Regions from separate parts of the Sus scrofa genome. Here region 1 is linked to region 2. Evidence: chromatin contacts called from public HiChIP or PLAC-seq data. All regions are on one chromosome and are shown on one strand. Each heading gives the region's core, a stretch centred on a gene start, on an enhancer-like site or on the middle of the called end of the contact. The rest is flanking DNA. Distances are from core to core; before and after follow the strand shown.

Region 1 (4,131 bases), core at 181-2,680, 240 kb after region 2:
GCCCAAGCCACCACTTCACTGGGGGCCCAGAGCAGGACAAATGGATTTTCACAGGGGCCTGCCCCTGTGACAGAAAATTCTCCAGCTTTCACAGCCCATGACTGCAAGGACAGGCGGTCCCCCCAGCACCTCCCACTGCCACCAGGCCCCCAAATGGGATTCCCGGGGTTATGGGAGCGGCATACCTCTGGTAACTCACAGGTGCGATCCCCAGTGAGGGCGGGGTAGCCCGAACTTCTGGCCCTGCTGGAGTGGGAAGAAATCGCTTTTTGTCTCTGCCATCTGAGCCTTCCACCTGGGCCCGGAGGGCGGATGGCCAAACCTGCACGTCCACTCCCCAGAGGGGCCCCCCTCCCCAGCAGAAGCTCTGGCGTTCAGACAAAAGGTCCCCCGAGCCGGGGGTGGGGGGCAGGTCGAGCGCAGGTTGGCAAGTCTGCCTACATACCCGGGCCAAGTCACTAGTCCTGCATTTGGGTGCACAGATTCCGCTTTAAAAATTGGAAGCGTCGCTTTGGTTCGCTGTCTTTGTTCGCGGGCGCGCGGGTTCTCGCTCAACCATCCAGCCTTTCATTCATTCATTCCCGACTCACTCGCTCGCTTTCCCCCTCGCTCCGGGAACGCTGCCGGGCGCATTACCGCTTCTTCTTCTGCTTGAGGGACTTCCTGCGTTTCAGGATCATCTCATAGAGCTTGTCCATGCCCTCGGTGAGGCCCTCGCCAATGATGGCGCACGCCGGCTGGACGTGGTAGGTGGTGGCCGGGATGAGCTCGTGCAGCGCCAGCTGCTTCTCGATCTCGGCCACGGGCAGCGACTTGGGCAGGTCCTGCTTGTTGGCGATGACCAGCAGCGGCGTGCCCTGGTTCTCGGCGAACTTGGTCACCTTGTGCAGCTCCGTCTTGGCTTCCTCCAGCCGGTCCACGTCCACCGAGTCCACCACGTAGATGATGCCGTCCGTGCAGCGGCTGTACGACTTCCACAGCGGCCGCAGCTTCTCCTGGCCGCCCACGTCCCAGAAGTGGCAGCTGATGCCCTTGGCCGTGCCGTTGCTCAGCTTGATCTTCTCCGTGTTGAAGCCGATGGTGGGCACCGTGTTCACGAACTCGTTGAACTTGAGCCGGTAGAGCACAGTGGTCTTGCCGGCCGAGTCCAAGCCCAGCATGACGATGTGCAGGGACTGGAAAGCCGAGATGTTGGAGGAGATGTTGCCCATGGCTCCTCGCTGCGGCGCTGGCCACTGCGGCTGCGGCGGGAGGGCGCCGCCCCCCGAGTAGTTACGGGCCCGACGCGGCCGGGCGCACCTGGGCCCCTCCTGCCGCCCTCCGCCGCGGACACCCGCCTGGCCTCGGCGTCCGCGGGGCGCACGACTCTGCGCGCTCAGACGCCGCGGTCCCCGCGCCCGGGCCCGCCGGGCATCGCGTCTCTCGGCGGGCTTTTGTCTTTCTCGAAGCCGCCTCCGCTCCCGCAGCACGGGATGCTCGCGCCCAGCGCCCTCCCCCGGCCCCGGCTCGCTCTGCGGCTTCCTTCGGCCGCGCCCCCGCGCTCCGGCCGCTGCCGGGGATCTCCGCGGCTGCCGGCTCCGGGCTCCGGGCGTCCGGCGAGCGCTTCGACCTGGGCGGCGCCGCGGGGCCGCTCCCGCTCCCGGGCGCGCCTCACAGGCGCAGGCGGGGCGCGGGCTTCCCCGGGCGTAGCTGCCGGCGCGGCCGCCTTGCTGTCCCCGCAGTCCCCGCGCCGCCGCCGCCGCCGCCGCCGCCGCCGCCGCAAGCCTGCAGCGGCGGGAGGGCGCCCAGCTCCGCCCCTCGCGGGCCCCGCCCCCGCCCCGCCCCTCGGCCCCGCCCCCGCCCCGCCCCTCGCGCGGCCGGGGGTCGGGCGTGGACCTCCCCGCCTGGCGGGCCGCTTTCCCGCCTTCCGCGCTTTCGGAATCGCCCTCGGAGTCCCCTCCCGCGCCGCGCCCAGACAATGGGCCCCAGAGCCCGCTCTTCCTCCCCGGTCTGCTGACGCATCTTGTAAAAATAGCTCCCGGCTCCCGGAATTCCCGCCCCCCCAGCCCAGGCGGGCGGACTGCTGGCGGGACTGTAGCCGTGGGCGGTGCAGCCGGCTTAGGGAAGTGGGTTCGGGGGTCCGGGCTCTGCGGGCTTTGGCGCAACCTGGAGTCCAGGGGAAGCGGGCCGGGACAGCTCAGCCGAGGAGTTGGGGGGCAGCCGGGGTGGGGCTGAGAGTGCCTGGCTGGGGAGTGAGGGAGGTGGGTCGGGTCCCCCTACTCCCAGGAGGGGGGAAAGGCCAGCCCTGGCCGCAGGGAGCCAGCTCGGGCTTGTTTCCACTCTCGCGCCCTTTGCGGTGCCCTGGACCCTGGCCCTCTCTGATGCCCTGGCTCGATTCCCTGCTGGAGCTCCAAGGAGGCTCCACCGGGTCACTGCTGCACTCGGGCCCAGGCCTGTGCCCAGGGCACCCTGGAGGCCTAGCCTTTCCTCCCTGGCGACGGCGACGGACACATCTGACCTGCCTGCCCCAGAAAACACCGGCAACGAACAACTCACCAGTCCCAGGGAGCCCCTTTCTGGCTGCCTTATTTTTGTTTCCACGACTCTGCTGACATCCCGGGTCAAGGGGTGCATCTCAGGAGAGCACCCTCTACCACCCGACTTTGAGAACTGAGAACCACCTGCCCACAGTTGAAACACTCCTGCTGCACCTGGCCCTCCAGACACACGGGCCTGGAACAAAACATGTCAGTAGTTTGGGGTGGGTGGCACTGCAGGTAACACACTGGTGTGGGTGGGGTCCCTGGTTTCCACCTCCCCTTCTCCAATTCAGTGGTCTTACTCTGGTTTGTAAACAGGTAACAAAGGTTCATCCTCTCCAGGTGACAAGCCAACTGATGGCGCGTTCCAGTACGCACAGACCTGGGGCAGGGCTGCTCAGCAGGTGAGGCGGCAGAGGCAGAGTGGACACGGCTTCATCCCAACTCCAGCTTAGGAGGCAGCAAGACGGAAAGAGTGAAAAGGGGGCTGGAAATGGAAGTGGTAATTACTTATGAATAAAACCCCAAACTTTCTAGAAGTGCTTTGTGTGATGAAATAGGGGATTTTGTGGGTGTTGAACCCGGTGAGAAGACCACGTGTGCATTGCAGGACAAGCATTCCTTCTTGGGAACTCCTACGGTGGCAGCCACCATGGCCATCAGCTGCCCCCCAGAAGGGGTCCAGGGCTGGAAAGGTCCTGGTGGGTCCTTCCGTACAAGCTGCCGGATGAGGGAGCCGAGACCCGGGCCCTTGACTTTGCCAAGGTGAAACACCTTCTCCAAGCCCAAGAGCTGAGAGCCCACCCGCTCGCTTTCTCACTCCACGCTCCAGCCCACACTATTTTATGTTAATGGGAAATGAAGTTGTAAGCAACCCGAATTCAGTTGTGAAAAGACGGAACTTCAACTCACACTGAACTGGACAAAAATGGAAATCTATTCCCCGACGTAACAGAAAGGTTCCTGATTAGGATCCTGTCTAGGCGAGAGCCCGAGGCTTACAAAAAACACAGTCTTTAGACCGGGTCTCTCTTTCCATCTCCTGTTTTCGTCTGCATGGATCCCTTTTCCTACTGGCAGCCCTGGGCTCACACCCTTCGTTTAGATCCTAAAAGGAAAAAGGTGTATCTCTTTCCCAATAAGGGCGAATCCCTCTGGCCTGCCTGACCCAGCCCTGCATCAGGTAGTCCTGTACAGAAAGGTGGGACACACGGGTGGATGGGGCCCGGGGACTAACACAGGGGAGGGGTGCTTCCTGAAGAATCAGGCATCAGTTCCCAAAAGGGCTAATGGGAGTGAGTAAGCAAAAATAACATATGTCAGTGTAATCTGCAATGATTTCATCTTGATTATTGGGAACCCTGGGAAGACAGGATTTTGTGGTTTGGGAATGATTTGTCCTGGCTCTCTTCAGATAGCCGCTTTGTCCTCTCTCCTTTGTGCTACAGACGGGGTGGGTGCCAGCCTGCGTCGGGCCTGGGGCCTGAACATCTGGAAAAAGACAGAGCAGTCTGGCTCCCTCTTGATCCGGCTCCCACCTCCCACAGGTGATCTTCAAGTAGAATCCTTTCCTTATCTGCATCTGTACCCTGGCAGGTCCTGTTTTTATTTG
Region 2 (3,607 bases), core at 489-2,988:
GTAGAGGCAGAAGAAAAATCTTTTTTGTTTAGCTATTCTCACATCAAAACCACATGGAGCGCATTGTCATTGGCTAGTGCCAGAACATAAGGGCATGGATGTTATTCAAGGAGACATCAAGACCGGCTAAAGAGTCTATGTACACTGGGAGGACCAAGAGAAGGGGAGGAGTCTATACAAGCTTTCCCTGGCCAGGGTTGGGAGGCACACTGACATCTGCTTCACCTTGGCACTAACGCACTTGACAACACCCTGAGAAGAATGGAAGACACAAGCAGGACCAAAGGTAACACCTCCACCAGCTAGGGAGGTTGAGGGCTCAGTCAGAACCTCGCTAAAGTTATTGAACATGCCCATGTGTCTGGAAGGAGAGTCAGACTCACTGCAGATATCTCAGCCACGTGGAATCCTGAGCCTCTGAGACCCTGGATGCCCTTCCCTTTCCAGCAATGTGTGGACGTGGCCTGCATGGGTTTACGAGACCCAGTTGTGTACAAATCTTCCCAACTCCTTCCTATTCAGCGAATTCATGTTAGTAGCTTGACATTGACTCCAGTGGGAGTCTTTACACATAGGAATAGGGAAATGCTACAAATCAGGATTTTTTTCTCTCTCTCCCATTTCAAAAAGCCAACTGTTAGTTATTTATGAGAATAGCACTGTTTCTGGTGTTCAGAAACAACAGAATGCAGGAAAAGCAACAAACCCCCTGTGCAGAGTTGAGTCCTGTGTTTTGTTGTTTGAATTACATCTCCCAGGGTGCAATGCACCACCCAGAGCCCTCTCTTAATTTCTGTCCTGTGGTTTTCAGGGTGTGGGGTGGGAAGGTTGCTGTGGATGGGGCTTTAGAGGTGGAGCAGGCTGACTTCCTCTGACAGCAGCTCCCATGCAATAAAATTTTGCCAAATTACCTTGTTGGTAGGGAAGGTGCCATTTCCTTGCACCCATGCTTGGATCTTCTCAGATCTTTTTATAAGTTCATATACTAAAGATTTGGGGCACCAGCCCTGTACCAGTCACTGTTTTCTATATCTGGGATGCAGTGATGGATCCTGCTGAAGGTAGAGAAACATGTCACCTCCCACTGGAAATGCAAGGATCGGATTCCTCCTGTTGGGGTCTATATTGATGTGAGTGGCATGTGTAAGAGCCCCTCCCTTCTGGCTCCTGACTCCATTTTAGTGAAGTGATTAATTTTCACAATAACCATTGTATAAATAGTGAATCCGCATTCATAATATTTGCTGCCAACATAAATTAAACTTAAAAAAAAAAAAAAAAAGAGTTCCCTAGTGGCTTAGCAATTACGATCTGGCTTTGTCACTGCTGTGGCTTGGGTTCGATTCCTAGCCTGGGAAATTCTGAGTACTGCGGGCATGGCCAAAAAAAAAAAAAATGCCTTCCAATAAATACAACAAATAACCACCAATTTTTAAAAGTAGCATTCATCCATTTATTAAGTAAATATTTACTGAGCAGCTGCTTGTGTGCCAGGGACGATGACAGGAGCTGGCCTGCCACTGCCCCTCTCTCGTGGAATGCATAGAGTCTCCCATTGTATAAACTTTTCTTTTTCAGCAATATCTCAAGTATCAGTTAAAAACTGGCAGAGTCTGTCCTTAGACACCCTTTAATCAGGCTCTTCCGAGTTCTGTTTTTGAGCAGGCCTTGCCTTTGGCCTCTGTCCTTGGCCTAGTTAGTCCAATTTTAGAAAGAATCTTGATGCGTCAGTTTACCAAGAAGCCCCCACCCTTGGTGTGATGTAATAAGATGCATACATTTGGCCTCTGTCCTGGTTTCCTGGCATTCAGTGTCTAAAACCCAATCTCCCAAGTGATAAGAGTCTATTTATATCCAAATGAGATGACCAGGGCTTTAGGGAGGGCTCCCGGACAGCCTCAGCATGGGGGCTGGTTTCCAGGGAAACTAATCTAGTGATTAGAGGACTAGAGCTTTCAGCAACCCCCAACTCAACTCCAAGGAAAGAGAGACTAGAGGTTGAGTTAATCATGAATGGCCAGTTATCTACGCAAACATGCTTCCAGATAATACCCTATATATTGGGGTTGGGAGAGCTTCCAGTTGGTGAGCCCATGGAGATGCTGGTGAAACAGGAGGAAAGGGAGCAGGGCACAACCTTTGAAAGAATGATGTAGTCCTTCAGTACAGGACAAACCTGGTAGAACCAACTAGGTCCAAGATGGCAGAAGATCCAACTGCCAGTGGATCTTGAGCTTCACTATACACTCACTGCAACCACTAGCCTGCTAACGACACACCCACCAAAACCAGGACACTTCTGAAGCCAGCCATAAAAGGCCAAAAAGTGGACCATGGGCCAATTCCTGGAAGTCCCCACCCCTTCTCCAAAACAGTTGGAGTAATCCTCCCACTCGTTAGCTTATGAAATTACCCAGCCCACACAAATTAACCACCCTGATATCTCAGGGCTGCTCTCGCTCTCTCACCTTTTGAGACAGACTGCCTTGCTTATATGGAATGTGTTTCTTCCAGGAGGCTCTCGCGCTTTGTCCATGTCTCGCAATAAAGCTAAGTATTGCCTATCACTTTGCCTCTTACTGAATTCCTTCTGTGCTGAGACACACAAAATGTCTGAACTTCAGTAAGTCCTGGGGCCAGAGGTGTGATTGGAATGAAATATCAGTGGGTGTGAGGCAGAATAATCCCTCAGGTCATCAGTAGGAGTGTGGGCTTCCATGCCTTCTTTGATGGGGCTACTGATTAACATTTGTGGCTTAAGGGCTCCAGGGAGAACACCCCACAGACCTTGTGTACTACAGGGGGTGTGCCTACACCTAGATGGACATTTATCTCTAACCCTCTGTGACTCAGTTTATGGGAAGAGAAGGGCAAAGACACCATGAGACTTCTGGCACATTTCCACCCATCAGACCCCTACTGGACAAGGATGGATAGAGGTAACCGGGCAAGGGAAGGGGAGAAAACCACATCTTTGTGGAGCCCATGTTGGTACCCCCCATCTTTAAGGGATAAAACCCCCTATAGGGCAAAGGGGCGGGGGTGGGGCATGAGGGGGACTCTTCTTCCCCCTCCCAGTCTGTCCTGGGAGCTGTTTGCTTTCCTGTAATAAAGACGTTGCTTGCTTGCTGCTTGTGTGTTTGCAAAGTTCACGCTTCGACCCCATGAACAAGAACCCGGATTTTGGTAAGATCTTTCCGGCATCAATTTGTGTCAGAATTGAATTGTAGGACACCCCGTTGGTATCTGGAGAATTGGGGGTGGGGGGCCGCTCACAGTTAACAACAGAAGTGCTGTGATTAGAGTAAAAGAAAGTGTTTTTTTTTTAAATTCGGTGTCTGATCACCCAGGATATCTGGTCAAATTCCTCAGCACCCAGCACCCTCCACCCCCCAGCCCTGATCCCTTATCACCCAGGCTTGCCTTCAGCAAAAATCTTGTCAAGTCAGTTTAGCCAGAATCCCTCTTCCTTCTAGTGATTTTTCTCAGTAATTTTCCACCCACCGACCCCACCCTGTTCCTTGTCTCCTGAATAGCCTGCCTTACTGTTCTCTAACAAAATCCATGAACAATTTTTCTTTAACATAGCTTGCCCATGCCTTTATAA

Evidence for each region. HiChIP or PLAC-seq counts read pairs in DNA pulled down with a chosen protein or histone mark.
Region 1: an H3K27ac HiChIP or PLAC-seq map of alveolar macrophages shows a contact between it and region 2. The contact joins the promoter of ARL4C here to the enhancer-like site in region 2. A contact is called at or near these places in 5 of 47 Hi-C or Micro-C datasets (embryonic fibroblasts, epiblast stem cells, fibroblasts and 1 more) and 2 of 2 datasets of contacts at active chromatin or transcription factors (alveolar macrophages and skeletal muscle).

Annotation. Positions count from the first base shown.
Region 1 is chr15:134,620,781-134,624,911 of Sscrofa11.1, forward strand. It overlaps ARL4C (ADP ribosylation factor like GTPase 4C), which reads right to left and starts at 1,431. Exons shown (of 1, transcript NM_001244315.1): 1 at 1-1,431. The coding sequence starts at 1,211. The coding sequence ends at 633.
Region 2 is chr15:134,384,478-134,388,084 of Sscrofa11.1, forward strand. No RefSeq gene overlaps it. Among named protein-coding and RNA genes, the nearest start is that of SPP2, 100 kb to the left of the region's middle. Within about 2 kb of position 1,739, at least 9 of the 83 cell types and tissues checked have an H3K27ac peak or open chromatin away from gene starts, as enhancers often do. A contact at or near this core is called in alveolar macrophages, where this site is marked.